Linked DNA regions of Mus musculus: region 2 is linked to region 1. The links are chromatin contacts, called in public Hi-C maps. All regions are on one chromosome and are shown on one strand. The core of a region is the stretch at or near the end of the contact, and the rest is flanking DNA. Distances in the headings are between cores, read along the strand shown. Region 1 holds the start of 4930414F18Rik (a long non-coding RNA gene). Region 2 has its middle 50 kb from the start of 4930414F18Rik.

Region 1 (3,515 bases), core at 851-3,350:
TCTCTAGGTCATTTACTAAGCTGTTTGCATGTTTGTCTTATTTAATCTCACAATTCAACAAGCAAGCATCTCAGTCTCCATTTTCCAAATACAGAAAGTAAGGCTGTGAGGTGTTATCTTCCCAAATCACAGTGCCAATAGATTACAAAAAAAAATCACAATTTAAGCCAATTCTTATTGATTCTAAAACAGTTGGCAGTTGGTACTGATTCTGTCATCCCTCAACAAACAAGATGTACAGTATAGGAGCTTATTGGGTAACGCTCAGCTCTTTTTTGAAAGGTCAAAGCCATCTTTACTATGGACATGTTTGGCTAGCCCCAATGTAGTTCACCAAAAACTCTGCCTCCATAAAGTAGAAACTACAGCATTGTTGTGTGATTCTGACCCACCAAGGGAACTCTTACATGCTGTCTACGTTCTGATGAGGTTACCATGAAGTTGAATTGGGGTCTGTAAAGTGTAAGTTGCCTTAGGACAGAAGCCTTTGGCCTTGAATACTCGAACTGCTGTATAGCATTCCTTTTGATATAAAACATTCCACCCTAGAGGGAAGTTTCTTAAGACACAGGATGTTTTAAAGGAAGGAGAAACAGTCCACCCTGCAGAACAGCACATTAAAATTCAAGAAGTAAATAACTTAAAAGCTTCAAGAAGTCTCTGAAATTGGTGAGATTCACTAGGCTCTTCCCTCCCCAAGGTTGTATAACAGAAAGGACTACAGGATTTACCCAGAGCAGCTGAGTAGCCAGACAACCTGGCAGGCAGTTTACAGGCTGTCATGAGCTTGAAAAGCTTGTCTTGCTGGGGTGGACCTTTGAAAATGCAAAAAGCTATCTTGAGTCATCCCTACTTCTATGAGTCCCTGACACACTGTAAGTAACACCAATAAAATCTATTGCTTCACCAAGGGGGACTCTGGTGGTGTCCTTACTTCAGATTCTCATCAGTTTCCTGTTTGGGTGAGTATTTGCTAGTGTCTCACACAAGAAGAACATCCTGTGTCACACTAAGCCTGTAGTTAGCCTCTGGCTTGCAGGCCAGTTAGTCATGCTTGCTAATCAGTGCTAGCACTTCTTTTTTCATTCATCCAAGTTTTCATTGCACTGGTGTCAGGACTTACTCATCCAATGTCCATTGACCACATTTATGAAGTGACAACTTTATAGTAACCACTGAGGAGAAGATGGTAGCAGCACAACAAGAATCAGAATCAAACCATTCATAGAAATAGGTATAACTAATAAAGCTTCATGAGAGAATGAACAGCAGCAGCAGCATTATCAAGGCTAGCACCATCACATAATGTTGTTCAGTGCTTAATGTATTCTTGTTTAATAGACCAAGAGGCTTGCTCCTTAGAGACATTCTATGAGACCGATTATTGCACTGGTCCTATTAGACAGATAAGGTTATGGCCGGTCAAAGTGGTAAAAATGGCTTAAGCACAACTACATTATCAGCCAACCATGAAACTGGAACTGGACACAAGGATTGTAAGTAAAATAAAGCTTTGCATAAACACAATACCCATTCCAAGCTGGAAAGGAAGTTACTGAATGCATCTATAAAATCATACTTTGATCAAATAGTCTTCAAGTGTTAAAGTGGATAGTGCAGATCTGTGCATTGACATAAAAGATATTTATGATATACTAAACTTAACTCCAGGTAAGACAGTTGTATTATATTGTTTGTGATAGCATTTACACAGTTTTATATCCATGCACATGCAGAGAGAGAGAGAGAGAGAAAGAGAGAGAGAGAGAGAGAGAGAGAGAAAGGACACAGAAGACCCTGGAGAGAGATGCTTCTGTTCACCTCAAATGGTACCTGACCACAGTAGATGCTTGACTACTACTCACCAATGATGGGAATGACTCCTCAGTGAAGACATGAATGAGCAACTCAGGAGATGAATGGATGGGCAGATAATCATGAATGGATGATAAATGCATGGATATGCCATGATCTGAGCCAGGATCGTGCACAGCTGGTGGGACTGGGGCAACACTTTTCCCTCTTTAGGTTTATCTTCATGGTTATTTTCTTTTTTTCTGTCAGTGAACATAGATTAGTTGTGTAAGTAGAGAGGAAAAGATATCCAATCTTCTCTAGGATTAATTACATCCTGGAAAGATCAGGAGCCAACAGTCTGGATTGCATAGCTAAATTCAGACTGTAGGCTGCTTCATTAACTTAGAGATACCAGTGTTTCATCTCACTCTACACAGGTTCAGTGGCAAACACCTTGGTTCTGTCATTTCTGAAGAGGCATTTGAAGTCTGTGCCAAACTCCCTGTGAGGCAGCATTTTCCAAATTTTAGATAAAAATTATTCTGTGTTTGGGCCATATCCAGATTCTTCCAGAACCATTATTTTGATGTGTTTTTTTTCCTTCAGGCAACTTTGATTTTTAGCTATAAGTCATTTATTGTTTATAATTTGCCATCAATTCCACACACCAGAAAAATTTAATAATCAAGGCGTATTAAATTATTTCTAGATAATGTTTCTTATAAAAGGCTAAGATCCTGTGTTCATGTCTTTCTTGTGTCAGTTTCTGGCATGAGACAAGTACAAGACTGTGTAGGTCAATATTCCATTCCATCCATCATGGAGGTAAAACTGTTTCATGAGTCCCATTTCCCTTTGAAATTGGACTATTGGCAGTTAACTGGATTATCAGGAGAAGAGTTGTTTTCTTCAGTGATGTAGACATTATGCTGAGCTCTCACTCACACACACACACACACGGGGGGGGGGTGGTGGCGGATAAGAAAAGGACTAACTGAAAGGAGGAGATTGAGCAGGAGAGAGAAGATACAAGAGAAAAAAATTAGTCTATGAATCTATTCAAAATATATTGTACAGACACCAAACTGAGACTGCATATTTGATGTCACTGGGATTAAGGAAAATTGAAATAGAAATAAATTTTCCTTAATGACATGGATTTTTGTGTGTATATAATGCTTATAGTGAATGTCACACATACGACACCACTCCTTGCACAGTGCATTATAGTGGGTTGGCCTGGTGCTGCTTGTATTCTAATGCTGGGGTCTCCAAGACTGATTGCCCCAGAGATGAGAGAGTCTGCACATAGACATTAAGTGACCCTGTTCCCACATTATTTCTGATTGATAAATAAAGGTACTGACAGCCAATAGCTGGACAGAAGAGACACAGATGGGGTTTAAGTTTCCCAGGCTTGGGGTCAGACAGGAATGAAGAAGAGGAAGGTTGAGGAAGAAGGAGAAGCCACCACAGGTTAAGTGAACCATAAAACATGGCCTTGACGGCTGGACAACTGGAATTAAGAGCAGCCCAGATGAAACATAGTCAGTAATAAGTAATGATTTGGAGTTGTCGATAGAAAAAATAGATTCTAATAGCAATGAAAGCAAATATCTGGCCAGTTCTTATGCTGTTTAAAGCTTATTGTAAATATAAAGGTTGTATATATCTTTTATCCATGAACTAAATTGTCTAAGGTAGGGGAAAAACCCTGG
Region 2 (3,768 bases), core at 316-2,815, 50 kb after region 1:
AAGGCCGAGCTTCAGTTGTTGGTAACCAGTAGAACAATAAAAGATGTATGTTTTTAAATATGGTCTTAGGTAGCAGAAGCTGACCTCAACTTAACTATGTTACCATGACAACTTCAAACCGTTGACCATCCAGGGTGCAGAGATTACAGGCCAGTTCCATGTGTGCCATGGACCCAACTGAGGACTTTCTGTGTGCCAAACACTTTCTACTAGGCTAGATCTCTAAATGTCCCTAAAGGATACATTTCAAGCTACAAAGCTGGAGTGAGGATCCTTCAGTTTGGCTGTTCCATTTTTCACCTCTAGGCTAAAGGTCCTCAACTCTGGCTACAAGTAGAACCTCTGACCAATTACAGCACATAATCTGAAAAAGTCCACTTAGTACGTATTGTTGGCGTTCCACCTACAATTCTCCAGTTTTAAACTATGATCTGAATCTGTTCTAGTGCTGGAGAGCTTGCCCTGGTGGTATGGATAAGGGAGAGCCAGGGGGCTGACAAGCTCAGTAGCACCCAGGTCCAGATCCAGAGCTTTGAGTTGGCCCATCCCCAAATCTACATCATCTGTGAACTGTTGAGATGCATGAAAGGGACAGTCCTGCTGATCCAAAGCTGCTGCAGGTCTCCGTGGCACAGGGCACAGGACAACAAGGAGGCTTCCCCGGGAGGACCCAATATTGATGGTGTCACAGAAGCCAGAGACCTGTAGCCAGACCAATGACTCATTGCAAGGAACACTTGTACGCGAAGATGTGTGGACAGAGGAGTATACTGTGGGACACACTGTGACAAACTACTATGCTTCCATGAAGAGATGTTTTCTTTGTTTCATTTTTTGTTTATTCTCTCTCTCTCTCTCTCTCTCTCTCTCTCTCTCTCTCTCTCTGTGTGTGTGTGTGTGTGTGTGTGTGATATTATTTGGGGGGGGGGGGCTGTGAGGATGGAGGATAGATATGAGGGGGCAGGGAGATGAGTGGCACTGGGGTGCATGATGTGAATATTACAGACAGTCAATAAAAAGGTTTTCCAAAGAGAGTAACCCCGCTGTGAGCTAGCAAAGGAGGAAGAGGAGGGAACTGAGGCGGGGGAGGGACTGAGGGAGGGAAAATGAGAGTAAGACATTAGTGACATACAACACGTTTTGCTTTAAAAGAAAATCAATGCACGGAATCCTCAACATTTACAAAATCTATAAACTAGAAAAGCTGTGTATGTGGTTATTATAAAAAGAACTTTCGTTTGTATATGAGGGTTCTCTAGAGTGCACTTAAGTGCCTTTGCTTGAAGGGGACTCTGAGAAGCAGGAGCCTGAAGCCCTCCCTGGACAGTAACATGTTTGGTGCTACTGCTTGTTAGCAATTAACAGAAAGAAAACTGTAAAACCTCTCCAGTTACCATGTAGATGAGGAAGTGGGTCTCATCATCCTCAGTGCTGCTGGCTGTCCCCAATAGCTCCAGGAAAGATTGGGACAACGGGGAGCCTGCATCAGCACTTGCCCTGAGGAACTCAGCAGGCTACCATCAGGCTTTCAGGCAAACATCCTGGGAATGGTCCCTCACTGTTCTCTGTGAATGAATAGAGTGGAGGGGGAGGAAGGAAATTGCTTCTGTGGCTGTCACTGAATGAGACAGATCAGCTTTGTCTCCAGCAAAAGATGAATTAAAGCCGTCCACCGTCAAATCCTTGTTACCATGAGCTGAGCCTTTTAAGACTTTGGGTTTTTCATTTAAATAGAACATGGGGGATAACAGCTGATCTGAAGACAATGGGGACAAATGCTCATGTCCTTAGACTTAGCAAGGAAAATGCACACTGTGCTCCGTTAGTTTTGAATAACCAAAAAAAAAATTTTGAGGCCAGTGGGTTCCAAATGTTATACGAGATATATTTATATTGGAATCATTCCTTATTTATATAAAACCTAAATCCAACCAGGCATCTCTTCCCCAGTCCTTATCTCCTCACAGCTGGCCCTTGGGCCCTAGGATAAAGATGCATTTTGAGTTTCTTTCTATTTAGATACAGGGCATAGTGCCATGGTGGAAGGCCCAACTGGGGGCACTACAAAAGGAAGCTCCAGCTCCATCTTGTGTGCTGTGGACAGTGGGCCAGCATTTGAGGTGTTCGTTTCCTTTTTAGAAGCAAGAATAAGGTGTGGCCCTCAATACAGTGAGAAATTCTCCATGGAGATTTGTGTGCATTTCTAGAATCTCCTAGCATTGACTGTTATAAACTTTATGTTTTGTATAATTATACTATTGTATATGCCAGCATCATCAAACACAAGGTCTTTGAACCAACTCTGTGTTAACATGTTTTGCCCTTTGGGGTGGATACAAAAAATTCTAATAAACTAGGAAGCTGTTGAACAATAGGAATATATTTATCCCTTGTATGGGGAGTAGGAAGCCTGAGACCAGAAAACAACACTCTGGCAACGCTCTAGCTGGTGAGTGGGCACCTCATAGTGGTTCTTTACTGTGTTCTCACAGGAAAGAAGGAAGCAAGCGAGTCAACTTCCCTGAGTGCTTTTGTTGTTGTTGTTGCCTTGGCTTGGTTTTCTTTTTTGTTTTGTTTTGGTTTGGTTTTGGTTTTGGTTTTTTGGTGGAGAATGAATCCCCTTCTAAGTTAGTTCTCATGACTGACTCAGTCACCCCTCCCAAAAGCCACACCTCCAATTAGCATTTCATTAAACATTAAGATTTAACATAAATTTTGGACAAATGCAAACATTCTATTTATAGCGCAACTCCCTTGGGGCTAAGAACAACTGACTATGAGTTTCTCAGGCCGACATACCTAGATGTTTCTGAGAAATAGCCTGGCCTAGGTTAGCATTTAAAGTGATCTCTCGCCATCACTAAAATGAAATGAGTCTTTAAACAACCTAGCATCATTCAGCTGCAATCAGATAAGAATGGCTCCGGCTCCAAGGTCCTCATACCACACAATTGTTCTGAAGGCATGTAGCACATGAATATATGCTAGCCCTTCAATATGTTGTTGCCAGGGGCAGGGAAACAAAAGAGAACCAGTTTGCCCTCCTACAAAGCTGCCTGCAGGCACCATACAAAGTGGCATCATTTCACCAAAGAACTGAACAGAGGACTCAAATTCAGCCTCTAGTCTCTGCCCAGGGAAGAAGTGCTGAGCCTGTCTATCACTTTGACAGGTTCCAGGCTTCTTGCCAAGGGCCTCTTCAGTTCACATAGAGACAAGCCAAAGTCATGAGCTTTGGTTAGAAGTTCCAACTTTGCCTGGAAGAAAAATCTAAGGCAGAAAACAGTCAAGTGACTCTGCCACATTTTTGCTCCGCAGTATGAACTGTGTACTGTCTCCTCTTGCTAAAAACAAGCCAGCTTCTAGAAGCCTTTACTTACTTTATCAAGAAGGAGAGGCATTTCCTACATGTCTGTTCTTCATCTGAAGCAGCCCCGCACCTGAACCATCAATTATTTCAGTATCTGCCCCATTGATATTTGTTCAGTGCCTACCCTGTAACAAGGGCTATAGGTTGAACAATGAGCAAAATGGGAGAGCCCATATTTTAGTGGGGGAATCCAGACCCTAAATGGTGAAGGTATTAAATTCTATGCTGTAAAATGCAAGAGCTACAGGAGGAAACATGTCTGAGAGGGAGAGGATGGGTAGGCAACAGGAAATGCTGCCACTTCAAAGAGTTTTCCTACAGAGGAGAGGCCTTAGTGCCTCTCCAGGGCATAGAACCTGAATAGAGGTGCACACATAGCCACCTTCAAAGGCCCGCCC

Evidence for each region. A called contact is a pair of places that touch in the nucleus more often than the background predicts.
Region 2: a contact with region 1 is called in a Hi-C map of trophoblast stem cells, with 1.8 times the contacts expected there. The contact joins the enhancer-like site here to the promoter of 4930414F18Rik in region 1. A contact is called at or near these places in 4 of 484 Hi-C or Micro-C datasets (the HL-1 cell line, embryonic stem cells and trophoblast stem cells), 2 of 115 datasets of contacts at active chromatin or transcription factors (embryonic fibroblasts and embryonic stem cells) and 1 of 9 other capture datasets (embryonic stem cells).

The regions. Positions count from the first base shown.
Region 1 is chr16:12,832,842-12,836,356 of GRCm38.p6, forward strand. 4930414F18Rik (a long non-coding RNA gene) reads right to left here and starts at 2,101. Exons shown (of 3, transcript XR_875912.3): 1 at 1,866-2,101. The region is part of intron 3 of 1700003L19Rik (RIKEN cDNA 1700003L19 gene); the gene reads left to right.
Region 2 is chr16:12,883,191-12,886,958 of GRCm38.p6, forward strand. No RefSeq gene overlaps it. Among named protein-coding and RNA genes, the nearest start is that of 4930414F18Rik, 50 kb to the left of the region's middle. Within about 2 kb of position 1,566, at least 17 of the 459 cell types and tissues checked have an H3K27ac peak or open chromatin away from gene starts, as enhancers often do. A contact at or near this core is called in trophoblast stem cells, where this site is marked.